2 separate regions of the Sus scrofa genome follow, and region 2 is linked to region 1. A link is a contact called in public Hi-C data. All regions are on one chromosome and are shown on one strand. The core of a region is the stretch at or near the end of the contact, and the rest is flanking DNA. Distances in the headings are between cores, read along the strand shown. Region 1 holds the start of NARS (asparagine--tRNA ligase, cytoplasmic). Region 2 overlaps ANKDD1A (ankyrin repeat and death domain-containing protein 1A).

The links. Hi-C and Micro-C count contacts between places; a contact is called where the count stands out from the background.
Region 2: a contact with region 1 is called in a Hi-C map of fetal liver, with 2.3 times the contacts expected there. The contact joins the enhancer-like site here to the promoter of NARS in region 1. A contact is called at or near these places in 1 of 5 promoter capture datasets (fetal liver) and 4 of 47 Hi-C or Micro-C datasets (embryonic fibroblasts, fetal heart ventricle, fetal liver and 1 more).

Annotation. Positions count from the first base shown.
Region 1 is chr1:106,930,421-106,937,207 of Sscrofa11.1, forward strand. NARS (asparagine--tRNA ligase, cytoplasmic) reads right to left here and starts at 2,685. Exons shown (of 16, transcript XM_003121455.6): 1 at 2,486-2,685.
Region 2 is chr1:107,141,889-107,147,871 of Sscrofa11.1, forward strand. All of the region lies in intron 4 of ANKDD1A (ankyrin repeat and death domain-containing protein 1A), which reads right to left. Among named protein-coding and RNA genes, the nearest start is that of ANKDD1A, 41 kb to the right of the region's middle. Within about 2 kb of position 3,638, at least 8 of the 83 cell types and tissues checked have an H3K27ac peak or open chromatin away from gene starts, as enhancers often do. A contact at or near this core is called in fetal liver, where this site is marked.

The sequences.
Region 1 (6,787 bases), core at 1,435-3,934:
TGGACAGGCACAGAATGTGAAGACGTCTTGCTCCTGTAAATGCCCATTAGAAGGCATTAGGTACGGAGGAGGTGTTTGTAAACCGTGAAGGTTGGCCTTGCCCCCCCAGACCTCCCAGAGCTTCTTGGTCCAAGAGACCATTTAGCAATGGGATGGTGGCTATGCGTGGGTTCAGCTGCATGGACTGCCCTTCATTGAGGCTGATCTGGCTGGCTGACTACCACCGCTGAAGACCCAGGCTGACAGCAGCAGAAGCCAACTTTGAGGACCAAAGATTAAGATACTAATCTTTGGGGGGGACCAGGTGGCCAGCTGGTAGCTGGCAGATTACATTTGCTCCCTGGAGGAGGCAGCAATATGCCTCTCAATTGTAGAGGCATTGTCCACCTAAGGATGTGCCCCTTTTGCCTGTAGCACCAGCATCTGTGGACTTACAGAATGCCGTGCCCATCTCCACAGTACATAACATCTGCTATAATCAGGGAACACATTTTCAATGAAAGAAATGTCTGTGGTGTTCACTGTGTAACCATGGGCTTTGCGTCAAGTTAGATTACTGCTTAAAATAATCACATGTGTGTCCTTTTCCTGTGTGGGAAAAATGTACTTCCCTGCTTAAATCATGTTGGGCTTGGCTGTGTGGATTTTTTCTGACTGTGGGAGATGGGCAGATGTGATGAAAGTGTGAAGTGGAGATTGGTACTTGCCACCTGCCTCGACACAGACTGAATCATGAGTCACTGCAGGCTGCCAACCCTCAACACCCCCTGAAAGTCTCCAGGGTGGAGATCAGGAGTGAGGCATTCTGTGCTCTGGGAGAACTGGCAGAACAGGTCTTCGACAGTTAAATATTTTCAGGAGAGGATTTTATGAGCCCAATTCTTACATCTCATATCTAGAAAAGACTTCATGGTGACATCTGCTCCTGGTAACTAGCAGTAACCTCCACAAGGCTAGCAGCTAACTTATATAAAATGTGTGTGTGTGGCTGCATGTACTTCCCCTCCAAAATCACATGTGTACTGACACTCCCTCCTACTTCTTTGGAGCAGAATTTCAAAGTTATCTGAAATGCTGCCTCCTGGGCTGTAGTCTTCATTTTGTCCCCAGTAAAACAACTTTCAACTTGTAAGTCATCCATAGTTTTTAAGCTGACAAAAGCGAAGGTTTAAAGTGTGCTTGTATTTTTTAAATTTATTTTTTATTTTTTAATTTTATTACTCAATGAATTTATTGCATTTATATAAAAATAAAAATAATAATTAAAAATTTTTTAAAAATTTAAAGGAAAAAAATTTTTTAAAAATGTGCTTGTACAGTTGAGTGTGTTTTCTTGCCCCTGCCATTATCAGGAGAAGAGTTTACTGGTCCAAGGAAGGTGATAGAAGTGTGACCTGGATCCAGTCTACATCTTGGAACTAAACCCACCTGAACTTGGTCCAGATCAGCTGACTCCTAGATAGACCAGTGAGAATAAATGATTGTTGTGTTGCCTCTGAGTTTTGGAACATTTTGTTACACAGCTTTATCAGGACAGTAGTGACCGATAAAAGCCCCGTTACTCAGAAGCAGCTGGCTTAAAAGAGGAGCTGAATAGCCTATTGGGAGGCAGTTAAAACACACTGCAAGGTGTCAGACAATGTTTGATGCAATCTCTCACACAGTGGAATGTATATTATTATGATTATTTTGTGTGTTTTTTGGTTTCAAACAGTTCTCCAGGTATTTTCATTTCTGTGAAGCACTTGAAATGTCTATGACCCACACTGAAGCCAGAAGGCAGAAATCTTTACTGTTTTTTTTTTTTTGGTTTTGTTTTGTTTTGTTTTTTGTCTTTTTGCTATTTCTCTGGGCCGCTCCCACAGCTTATGGAGGTTCCCAGGCTAGGGGTTGAATCGGAGCTGTAGCCGCCACCCTACGCCAGAGCCACAGCAACGCGGGATCCGAGCCGCGTCTGCAACCTACACCACAGCTCAAGGCAACACCGGATCGTTAACCCACTGAGCAAGGGCAGGGACAGAACCCGCAACCCGCAACGAATTCCTAGTCGGATTCGTTAACCACTGCGCCACTACGGGAACTCCAATCTTTACCGTTCTTTGCCCAAAGGAAGGACAAACTCTCCTAACACCAGTGAAGACCACATGAAATGGAAGTGAGAGAAGGGACGACAGCTCCAGGGCAACTGCAGACAAGACCCTCTGCCTGCCTCCTGCAGTTTCTACCCCCAGTAATAAAAACAAAGCAGTCAACCTCTTTCCTAGAGTGGTTTGCTCCTCATCTACCCACAGCCCGTACTGAACTTGCCCCTGCCCCCTGTGTCTGGTCCCTGGCCCGTACATGTCACTACCAGAATGTAGGTAAGATGCCATGCTGGCATCCTTCCAGGGCACTCAGCACAGCTTGCACTCAGTAAGCGTTTGCTAATTATCTGTTGGGCAGACAGTTTAGTCCAACCTCCTTCCGGAAGCAGAACTTTACTTACAGCATCGTGGAAACAGTCACTTCCAAGAACAAATTGAAATTTGTCGGTGCTTATAGTGAATGAATGCATGCAGTGAATGGTATTGTTTTTCTCTCCTCCTCAGACCGCCCAGCTGGGGCGCCCTCTTCTTGCGGTCCTCGATATTTCGCCCCCGCCCATCAGGGTTGTTCTAGTCTCTGGGTAGAAGCCTCCTCCGCTCCACCGGGAGCCAGAAGCGAATCACGGTCCTAACCCTGTTATGGCCCCCGCGGGCCACCGTAGCGGGCCGCTGGCTGGGGCCCAAGGCCCGCAACTTCCGTGTTGCCATGTTGTCTCCAGGCACTTTTGCCTTTCCACACGTGGTCTTAACATTTCCGGTTCTGCGCGGCACCTCCCCTGTGAGTAAGGGAGGCTGGATCTCAGGCTTGTTTGAGCACAGCTTTCCGTGCGTTATCTTGGAGCAAGCGCGCAGGCTTCTTTAGCGCTTTTTTATGCACTAAAGTTATTTGCTCCTCAAGACGTTTCGAAGAGAGAAGAGGCAAAAATCACTGTAAGCGTTTCTAGGACACTTTTCCCCAACCCAGGGCCGGGAACGGGGGCTGGGGTGTGGGGAGGGGAAGCTTAGTGTTTGCCTAGATAGCGAAGCGGTCAAGCAATCGAAGAAAATCTCAGTAATGTTTGAGAAAATCTCAGTAATGTTTAAAATCGATTTGACACTGCAAACAAAAAGTGGGAATTATCATTACAGTGACACTATTAACTTAGAAAACTGGAAATGTAACTTTTTGCTTGTAGAGTTAAATTTAAGCATTTAGGTTTGCTCGTTAATTTATTTTGGCGGCCCCCAGGCTCTTTCGTGTTTGTAAACTGCTAGCTTTGTCTTTAATCTCTTCCTGAAAAGTTAAAATGAAGGACACTATAAAGTGTCCTTCATTTTTCTTGAAGGCGGGTGACTAATGGGGCACTGAAGCCAGATATCCTAGGACACAGGGCTCTTTCTGCCTCAGTGACTCTGCTCGGGTTCCTTAATCTCTCTGAGCCACAGGTTTTTCAACTGTAAAGTGATGATAATATTCTGGAAAGGCTGCCTTTGGAGGTTAATGTGAGATACAGAAATGCCTAGTGTGTGCTTGGCATCTAGTGAACTTTCTGAATTAGGATGTAAATAGTATTGCTAGTTAATCATTGTTCTTTTGTTCCATGATCCTGCTTAAATCAAATCTCAGGCCTTCAAACTGCTGAGGGATGCTGGTGGGACGGACCCATACCCCACTCCTAATGAATTCTGGCCAGTTTTCAAAGTATCTCAGACTCTGCAGATCTTTTCCACTGCCCCAACTCTCTCAAGAAATGACCCATCTCTTGCTTCACGCTGTTGAATAGGAGCTCTGATGGCCCTCCTTCAAAACTCTCAAACTTTCCAGGCTCAGCACCTGTCCTTACCTTCTGGTACAATGTAACCACAGCTGACCCTTGAACAACACAAATTTGAATTGATGGGTGGGTTTTTCCCCAGTAAATACCTAGTGCAGTAGTACAGGATCTGCAGTTGGTTGATTCCACCGATGGTCAGTTATAAAGTTATAATCTGATTTTCGGCTGCGTGAGGATTTGTGCCCTAACCCCTGAGTTGTTCAGGGCTCAGCTGTTGTATCCTTCCTCCTGTCTTCTCAGTCCTCCTTATTTCTCCAGTCTAATCTCTATACTCCAGCCAGGGCGAACAGTTGGAAACATAAACTCTCATTCTCCAGCTGGCAACCCTCCCTGACTTCTTTTGCTCTTAGGATCCACCCCAACCCCCCCCCGTAGGCTCACCAGGCTGTATGCTCTCAAGCTTTCTAAATGCACAATTCGTATCAGCCTGGACTCCTTTCTTTGAATTGACCTGGGTACAATGTGGGATTTGAGATAGTCTTGAAAGTTGAAGGTAGAGTCAAATGGTCTTGAAAGTTGAAGGTAGAGTCAAATGGAGGGGGGAGTGGGAAGCTTTCAGAACACAAGGGATTGTGTTCTCTGAAAGCAATGAGGGAGAACTCCCCCAGGTTATTTTGAAGAGCAATCATGGTATTAGTTTAGCAGGAGTTGAGGCTCCTGTGGGGTCTCTGGGGATCTCAGAGGCCCAGTGGATTTCTTGGTTTATGGTTGTGTGTGTATTTTGTTTTTGTTTGTTTTTGTTGTTGTTGGAGCAGATCATGAAAGTATTTTCACCCCAAGCCACAAAATCCTAAGAAACAGTCTGGTCTTGGACAAACCCAATAAATTGAAAAGAGCTCTTCTAGGTTCACATTTACTCAAGATGTTGGCAGTGATGGAATCCTGAGGCAAGTTTCCCAAAAAGTTGAACCATAAATATACCTTTAGAAAGAGTCCTTAGTGTCACCTCTGTTAAACTCTTCACTAATGATGCACGTTTATGTTGGTCACACAAAATTTAAATGAGGAATCTGAAGGTAGGTGAGAGTTCCCAAGTGGGTGGTAACGAGAAACCCTGTATAGGACTCCATAGGCTGGCTTACTCATTATGAAGCTTGGCTCAGCACCCATTTTGTAATGACCCTGCAAGATGATTCTCATTTGGCAAATTGACCTCTAATCTAAAGGTTGATTGTTAACACTTGAGAGAATTGATTCATGATGAGAAATGGTAGGCTCTGGAACCCTCTCACTTTGGCTTCACAATCCAGATCTAATATCTTGAATCCCCTGGCGGGAAGAAACAGAAACATTCTTGGGCTTGTGACAATACCTTGAGAAGGACTACTGTTTTTTTAACAGCATCAGGGGCCAAAGGAACATTGACAGTCTTTCCAACTGGAGATCCTAAATAGGTTATCTGGAGTGAGTGACCTATATCCTGAATTTGGCAGGAGCACCCTGGTTTTTTAACCACCGTATTTGGTCGGGAGGTTTGGATTTCTCTTCATGTTAGAATTTCTCTTCCTTTTATATTTATTGTAAACAGCTATATTATAATTTGATTCAGTTCTGAGGCCAAATTTTTGATAATTTAAAAACTATGAGTTATTTTTTTCCTATGCATCTTACTCCGGAGGTAATAATTACTTAGCTGAAATTGATAGGATAGCATAGAAGCAAATCTGTACTGGTCTCTGAATCTGGAACATTCTCTCACACTTCATTGGCGTTCCCACTTATTTATCATGACCTTAAGATGTTAGATTCTGAGGTCAAAGAAAACATGTGTGTATGTGAGTGGCCTAACAAAACACTGCTCTCAGTCTATAACCATGAACAAAAAGCCACCATGTCATTGGATTCCCAGTCACCCAAGAGGGCAAAGTAAAGAGCTAAGGATTGCTGATCTAATGAATTTGTGGGCTAGGGAAGTCCTTTGAGAGGATTTGTAACTTACAAGCAGGAAGAATATCAACACATACTACCCTTTTTCTGGCTTAAATATTATTTCTATTTTTGTTACTTAATTCTTGAAGTAGATAATATATATTCATATGGCTCAGAACTTTTAAAAAATGTTCAAAGAGTGAAGAAATAATTCATTTTTAAGTCTTCCCACTTTCTTGCTTTTTGCTTTAAAACAGCTTCTTTTGAGGTATAAAAGATATACAAATTGCACGTATTTAAAATGTGCAATTCACTATGTTTTAACATATGTTATATCTCTATTAAACCATCACCACAATCAAGATATTAAACATAATCATCACCCAAAAAAGTTTTTTCATGCCCATTTTTAATGCTTCCTCAAGCATTTCTCTGGTGACTAATGATTTGAGCATCTTTTCATGTGGTCTTTTGCTGTATGTGTATCTCCTTCCCCCAATATTTTGAGATGTAATTGACATAGAGTACTGTGTACAGCAAATTTTTGTTTCTGTTTTTTTTTTTTTTTTTTTTTTTTAAATGCCCGAATCCAAGGCACATGGAAGTTCCTGACCAAGTCAGGGGTCCAGTTTGAGCCACAGCTGTGGCTAACACCTAATCCTTTATCCCACTGCTCTGGGCTGGGGATCACACTCCATGCCTCAGCAGCAACCCAAGCTGCTGCAGTTGGATTTTAGCCCTCTTCGCCACAGCGGGAACTCCAGATGTACAGCAGGTTTAAAGTGTACAGTATAATGACATATATTTGACTTACTGATTACTGCAGTAAGTTTAGATAACGTCCATAGTGTCATATGGATATAACATAAGTGAAAAATAATTTTTCCCCTTGTGATGAGAATTCTTAGGATTTATGCTCTCAACTTACACAGCAGTGTTAACCATAGTCACCATGCATCCCTAGTTCTTCTTTATCCTGTAACTGGAAGCTCGTGCCTTTTGACCTCCTTGATCCAATTC
Region 2 (5,983 bases), core at 2,388-4,887, 210 kb after region 1:
AGTGACTGACAGAAGCCTGGCCATCCCCACAAGACCAGTCCCCCCACCCAGGCCAGGCCACACCCATCTGGTGCTTCAGGGTAAGCACAGAAGGTCCTATGGGCTTCTTCTAGGAGGCCTCCCCAGCCTTCAGTGCTCCCACAGTCTGGCCAGGGATATTTTTTTTTTTGTCTTTTTGTCTTTTTAGGGCTGCACCCATAGCACATGGAGGTTCCCAGGCTAGGGTCGAATCGGAGCTACAGCTGCCAGCCTACGCCACAGCCACAGCAACGTGGGATCTGAGCCTTGTCTGTGACCTGCATCACAGCTCACAGCAATGCTGGATCCTTAACCCACTGAGCGAGGCCAGGGATTGAACCTGCAATCTCATGGTTCCTAGTTGGGTTCATTAACCACTGAGCTACTATGGGAACTCCTAGCCAGGGATTTTTTTAATTCACTATCTCATTTAATCCTCACAATAATTCATCACCCCTATTTAATGGATGAAGGAAGAAAAGCTCAGAAAAGTCCAATAACTTGTTGAGGTCACAGCAGCAAATAAATAGTGGTAGAGGCTGAATTCGAACTCACTGCACCACACTGCCATTTCAGTCTAGACCAAATTGGCCCATTGTCCAATCCCTACCCATCCTTCAAGTTGAATTCCAAAGCACCAACCCCTACACTCCCAGCCTCCCAGGAGAGCTCCCTTGCAGATACTATAACTAGCTGGTGATCTAGGTGAGTCCCTTCACCTCTGTAGGTCTAGGTCTCCCCTCATCTGTAAAACCAATGGGTTGGAGGTAGGGTCTATGAGCCATCCAGCCCTGATGGTCCCTGGTTGGATAAGGCACTTGATCACTCAAGAAGGGTTAAGGGCCCCCAGCCCTGATGGCAGGTTTCTCCACGAGATGGCCCTCTTGGCATTTCTTTGTTCTTCATATATTGAGAAATTAGAGAGGGTTTTTTTGTTTTGTTTTACAAAATAGAACTGTGACTCATGTTTCACAATCTACCTAGTCGATTTCATGCTCCTTTGTTATTTGGGTGACATTCCGTTAGAAAGACAGAATCCCAGGCCCTACGCCAGACCGACTGAATCAGAACCTGCATTTCAACAAGATCTCTGGTGATTTCTGTGCCCATCGAAAGATGAGAACCACTGCTCTAAGCTGTCAACACCCCTTCATTTCAAGCAATCATTTTCAGGCTTTTATGCCTGTTTTCCCCAAGCAGGTCTAATTAATCTCCTTGAGCTGTCGTCATTTCCTGAGCACCAGCTGTGTACCAGCTACTGTGTCAGTCCTTTATCAGCATTATCTCATGTACGCTTCCAACCTCCCTGCCATGCTATTAACAACCTCATTTCCAGGGAGAAAACTGGAATGCACAGACAGTGAGTCACAGGCGCAAGGTCCCACGGCCAGTAAGTAGCCAATTCAAACCCAGCACATGTGTCTCCAAAGCCAGTGTCCTTGGGCCCTAAGCTAATACAGACACTGTCATTGAGGGCAGGGCTGGCTTATGTACACCCTCCTACCAGGGAATGGGCATGAGCCAGTTTCAGCACACAGTCCATGATGGCCCTTATCACTTCACAGTGGTGGGTATGTCCCTCTCGGAGCCCCCAGAGCTACTCACAGGAAGTCTGGGGGGCTTCGTTGGCATTCTGTCCTCAGAGAAGCCCAGGACTGCAGTGCACACTGCCTGCTCCTCTTTCTGAGATGCCCTGTCCTGGGCCTCTCAAGGGTACCCACACCCTGGGGAACACAGTGGGAGATGAGGGGCACAGGAAACTGCAATCAGAACTTCAATTTTACATGATGCCTGAAGAAGTGGGAAAAAAATGCATTTTTCTTAATACCACCATGTTTATATGAGCAGGATAGTAAGATGCAAAAATCCAGTGGGTCGCTTTGGACAAGGCCCCTGAGCTTTGGGTGTTTGCACTGTTCTACCTTTGGGGTATTTGGAGGGGGATATTTGGGGGAAGCCAAGTCTTGGCTCTGTTTTTCTCTTGTCCCTAAAAGGATGCAGAGCCCACTTTCCCACTGCATCTCCAGTCCCCACCTCACACAAAGCTGCCCCCCCAATACACACACACACACACACACACACACACACACACACACACACGTGTTCCAAGGTCATTCTCAAAGCTGACAGTATTCACACAAGCTGCCCCCATTCCTTTGGCATCAGGGACTGTAGGGTTGAGCAACAAAAAGGATATGTAATTCAGAGACAACCAGGACTGACAAGGATGGAGAGAGGGCCTGAGAGTGCAGAGCTGGGGCTTGGTGTGGGGGTGTGTGGGACAGCCTCAGGACCTGTTTGTGTGTGAGACAGAGGGAAGTGACTGGCCTTATCACTGATTAAAAATAATGAGGGGGAATTTCTGTCATAGGTCAGGGATAACAAACCCATCTAGGATCCATGAGTATGCAGGTTCAATCCCTGCCTTGATTAGTGGGTTGAAGATCTGGCGTTGCTGTGAGCTATGGTGTAGGTTGCAGATGTGGCTTGCGTCTTGCATTGCTATTGTTGTGGTGTAGGCCAGCAGCTGCAGCTCTGGTTCCACCCCTAGTCTGGGAACATCCATATGCTGCAAGTGCAGCCCTGAAAAGCAAAAAAATGAAAATTTAAAAATAATGAGGAAATATCAAAGTGAGGAAAAACAGATGGAAAACTTAGTTTGACTGTGGAAAAACAATGCCAATAATAGTTGTTTATGAGCTCTACATATCATTTTAGCCTTTTAACTTGGTAACCTAGTAATGATGCACACTATTTCAAATGTCTTCTTTTTTTAATTCTCGGAGAGGAAAAAAAACAATAAAATTAAACTTGTGAAAGCTCCTTCAGCAGAACGAAATTTCCTCTGTCCTGCTTCAGGGCCTTTGCACTAGCTATTCCCTTTTGCTTGGGCAATTCTTCCACACCCCCTTTCCATGGTTAGCACATCGTCATTTTTCAAGAATGACCTCAGTGCCAATTTTCCAGGGTTAATTTTGCCACCCCAACCCTCATTGTCCCTCTCACAGCAGCCTTTTCCTCCAGAAAGTGGTCATAATTTGTAATACTGGGACACAAATGCAACACTGAGACTACCTATTCCTACTCAGAGCCCATCGCCCTGTCATTTCATACTCAAAAGAAATGCTGGCCCGTTCCAAAGCCCTGAAAAACAATGCAAATGATACCGTCTTTGTCAACAGTTTATTTACGGCAAGTTCACTATAGGAATTATAATAATTTCACATGCTATTAGCCTATAGGATAATGTCTCTTAAGCTAATGAAGAAATAACATCCTTTAAATAAATGATAGATTAATTACACTAGTGTTCCAGGCAAAGGCAGGTGAAGAGACTAAAGTCCAAATACAGCTGAGGTGTACCCCAAATATAGCTGAGGTGTACCTTTGTCACCAGTTTTGGTTTCTCCAGAGAGAGAGCTTTGCCAATGGAGAGCTACATCCAGCTACCAACGCAAAAATAAAAGTAACCTGTTGCTAAAGCACGTTGCTAGGCAACTATGGTGTGTGTGTTGACTGGCAGGCAGATGTTCTAGGCTGCATGGTCTGTCACCATGGCCCATAGAGGAGTAGCCTTTACCACAGCAGGAGCTAAAGCTCCAGCGTCTTTGGAGAGCTAGATCAGCAAGGGGTGGCTTTCCCCAGCGGAAACTCTAGGTATTTATAGTCTAAATGTGCCTCTGCCATAGCTGCTACTCCACATTCTTATCTGTAAACCCCCATGGGGCCCCTCGGCAGCTGAGCTACTAAGTGTTTATCAACAGCAGCAGATGAAATGATGACATCCTGACACAGCTTACTTCACTCTCATATCAAAGCAACTTTACTTCTAAAGACAACGTTGGGGTTTTTGTTTAATTTTGTTTTGTCCATGACATAAATAGATAAAAACAACTGCACGTAAGTCATAAACTAGTTTGAAATCACCTCAAGCTAATACACGAGTGGCAAGGGATTCAGGGAAGCAAGGAATTCAGCAAAACTTCCTGCAAAGCTCATTTCAGGATTTCCTTCCCCCAAGGTCCATTCATTCCAGTAGGGCTCCCACTTCTCCTCTGCCTTTTCTCCTAACCAGACTCTTTGTAACACCCAAATGTCCTCTGCCCAGCCTCGTTTTTCATATAGAACAATTTTGCCTGCTCACCTCTCCTGCCGCCGGGATCTCTTCCACTGCCCCAGCATCCCTACAGAGTGCCGGCAAGTAGTCAGTCTCTCTCTTCAGAGGAGCTGTAAAGACTCATAGCTCAATACTTTTGAACATGCCATGTGCATATTTGTTCACTTGCTTGTTATCTACCTCCTCCACTTCCCTTTAAGCACTTTTGTTCACCATTAAATCACAGGGAGGGAGGGAGAGTGAGAAGGATGGTGGAGGGCAAGTCTCAATGGCACCGGACTCTCCCAAGTTGACAGGAGCCTTAATGTGAAGGCTCCAGAAGTTCCAGGTGCCCCAGGTAACACTTGGAAGGAGTTCAGAAACCCCTGGATCCTATTCCTATCTCTGACTTGGCTGGGTCTGGAGGCTGCTCCAAGTGGTAGCCTGTGACCACAGAACATCTCCCAGGCCCAAAGGACTGCTCAGAAGGGCCCCTGGGGGCCCAAGGTCTGGACTGCGAGGCTCCAGCTGGGGCAAAAGGATCAAGACAAAAAATGATGTTTTTTCTCCTAATATTTTTAGAAAAATTCAAACCTACACAAAAATGGAAAGAATAATGCCACATTTTAGTATTTTGCCATATTTATCTTACCTAAGAGATGTGAGTTTTGTTAAAAAAAAAAAAATTTACTATGGAAAATTCCAAATATACACCAAGATAGAATAAATAATATAATGAACCCCACATACCTATCATCCAGCTTCAATAATTAACAATCCATGGGAAAAAAGGGGAGAGGAGTCGAGTCCTCGTTGTGGTTCAGGGGGATAAGAATCCAACTACAGCGGCTCAGGTTGCTACAGAGGCATGAGTTCAACCCCCGGCCTGGCACAGGGGGTTAAAAGATCCAGCATTGATGCAGCTGCAGCATAGACTGCAACGGCAGCTCTGATTCAGTCCCTAACTGGGGAGCTTCCATCTGCTCTGGAGGGGTGGCCAAAAAAAACACCAAAAAAAAACAAACAAAAAAAGCCAATCCATGGCCAACTTCCTCCTCCTCTTGAATTATTTTGAAGCAAATTCATAGATATCATTGTATCCATAAATGTCAGTCTGTATCTCTCTGAGTCAAAACCTCATTTAAAAACATAACCAAAAGGAGTTCCCGTTGTGGCACATCAGAACCAAATCCGACTAGGAACCATGAGGTTACAGGTTCGATCCCTGGCCTTGCTCAGTGGGTTAAGGATCCCGTGTTGCTGTGAGCTGTGGTGTAGGTCGCAGATGCAGCTCGGATCCTATGTTGCTGCGGTTGTGGCGTAGGCCAGCAGCTGTAGCTCCGATTAGACCCCTAGCCTGGGAACCTCCATATGCCATGAGTTTGGCCCTAAAAAGCAAAGAAAAAGACATAATAAAAATAAAAACATAACCAAAATGCACACCTAAAAATTAACAGTAATTCCTTCACATAATCAACTACTTAGTGTTCAAACTTCCCCAATTGTCACGTGTGTATGTACTTGTACTACAGTGTATTTGAACCAGAATTCCAATAAGCTCTGCACATTGAATTTGGCTGATTTGTCTCTTAACATTTCACTCCTCTCTTTCTCTTCCTCTCTCTCTCTCCTTCCCTCCCTCCTTGTCACAATTTATTTATACTGTAGAGACTCCCACAGTCTATATTTTGCTGACGACTTCTCTTTGATGTCTTTTAACATGTTCTGCTGCCTCCCGTGTTTCCTATAAACTGGCAGATGATTCAAAAGGTTTAGAGTTTTGGAGAGGTTCCTTTCATAAATAGAAGTGGTGTGTATTTCCATCAGAAAGTACACAACGTCTTACCTCTTTTTGTGTGATGTTAGTAG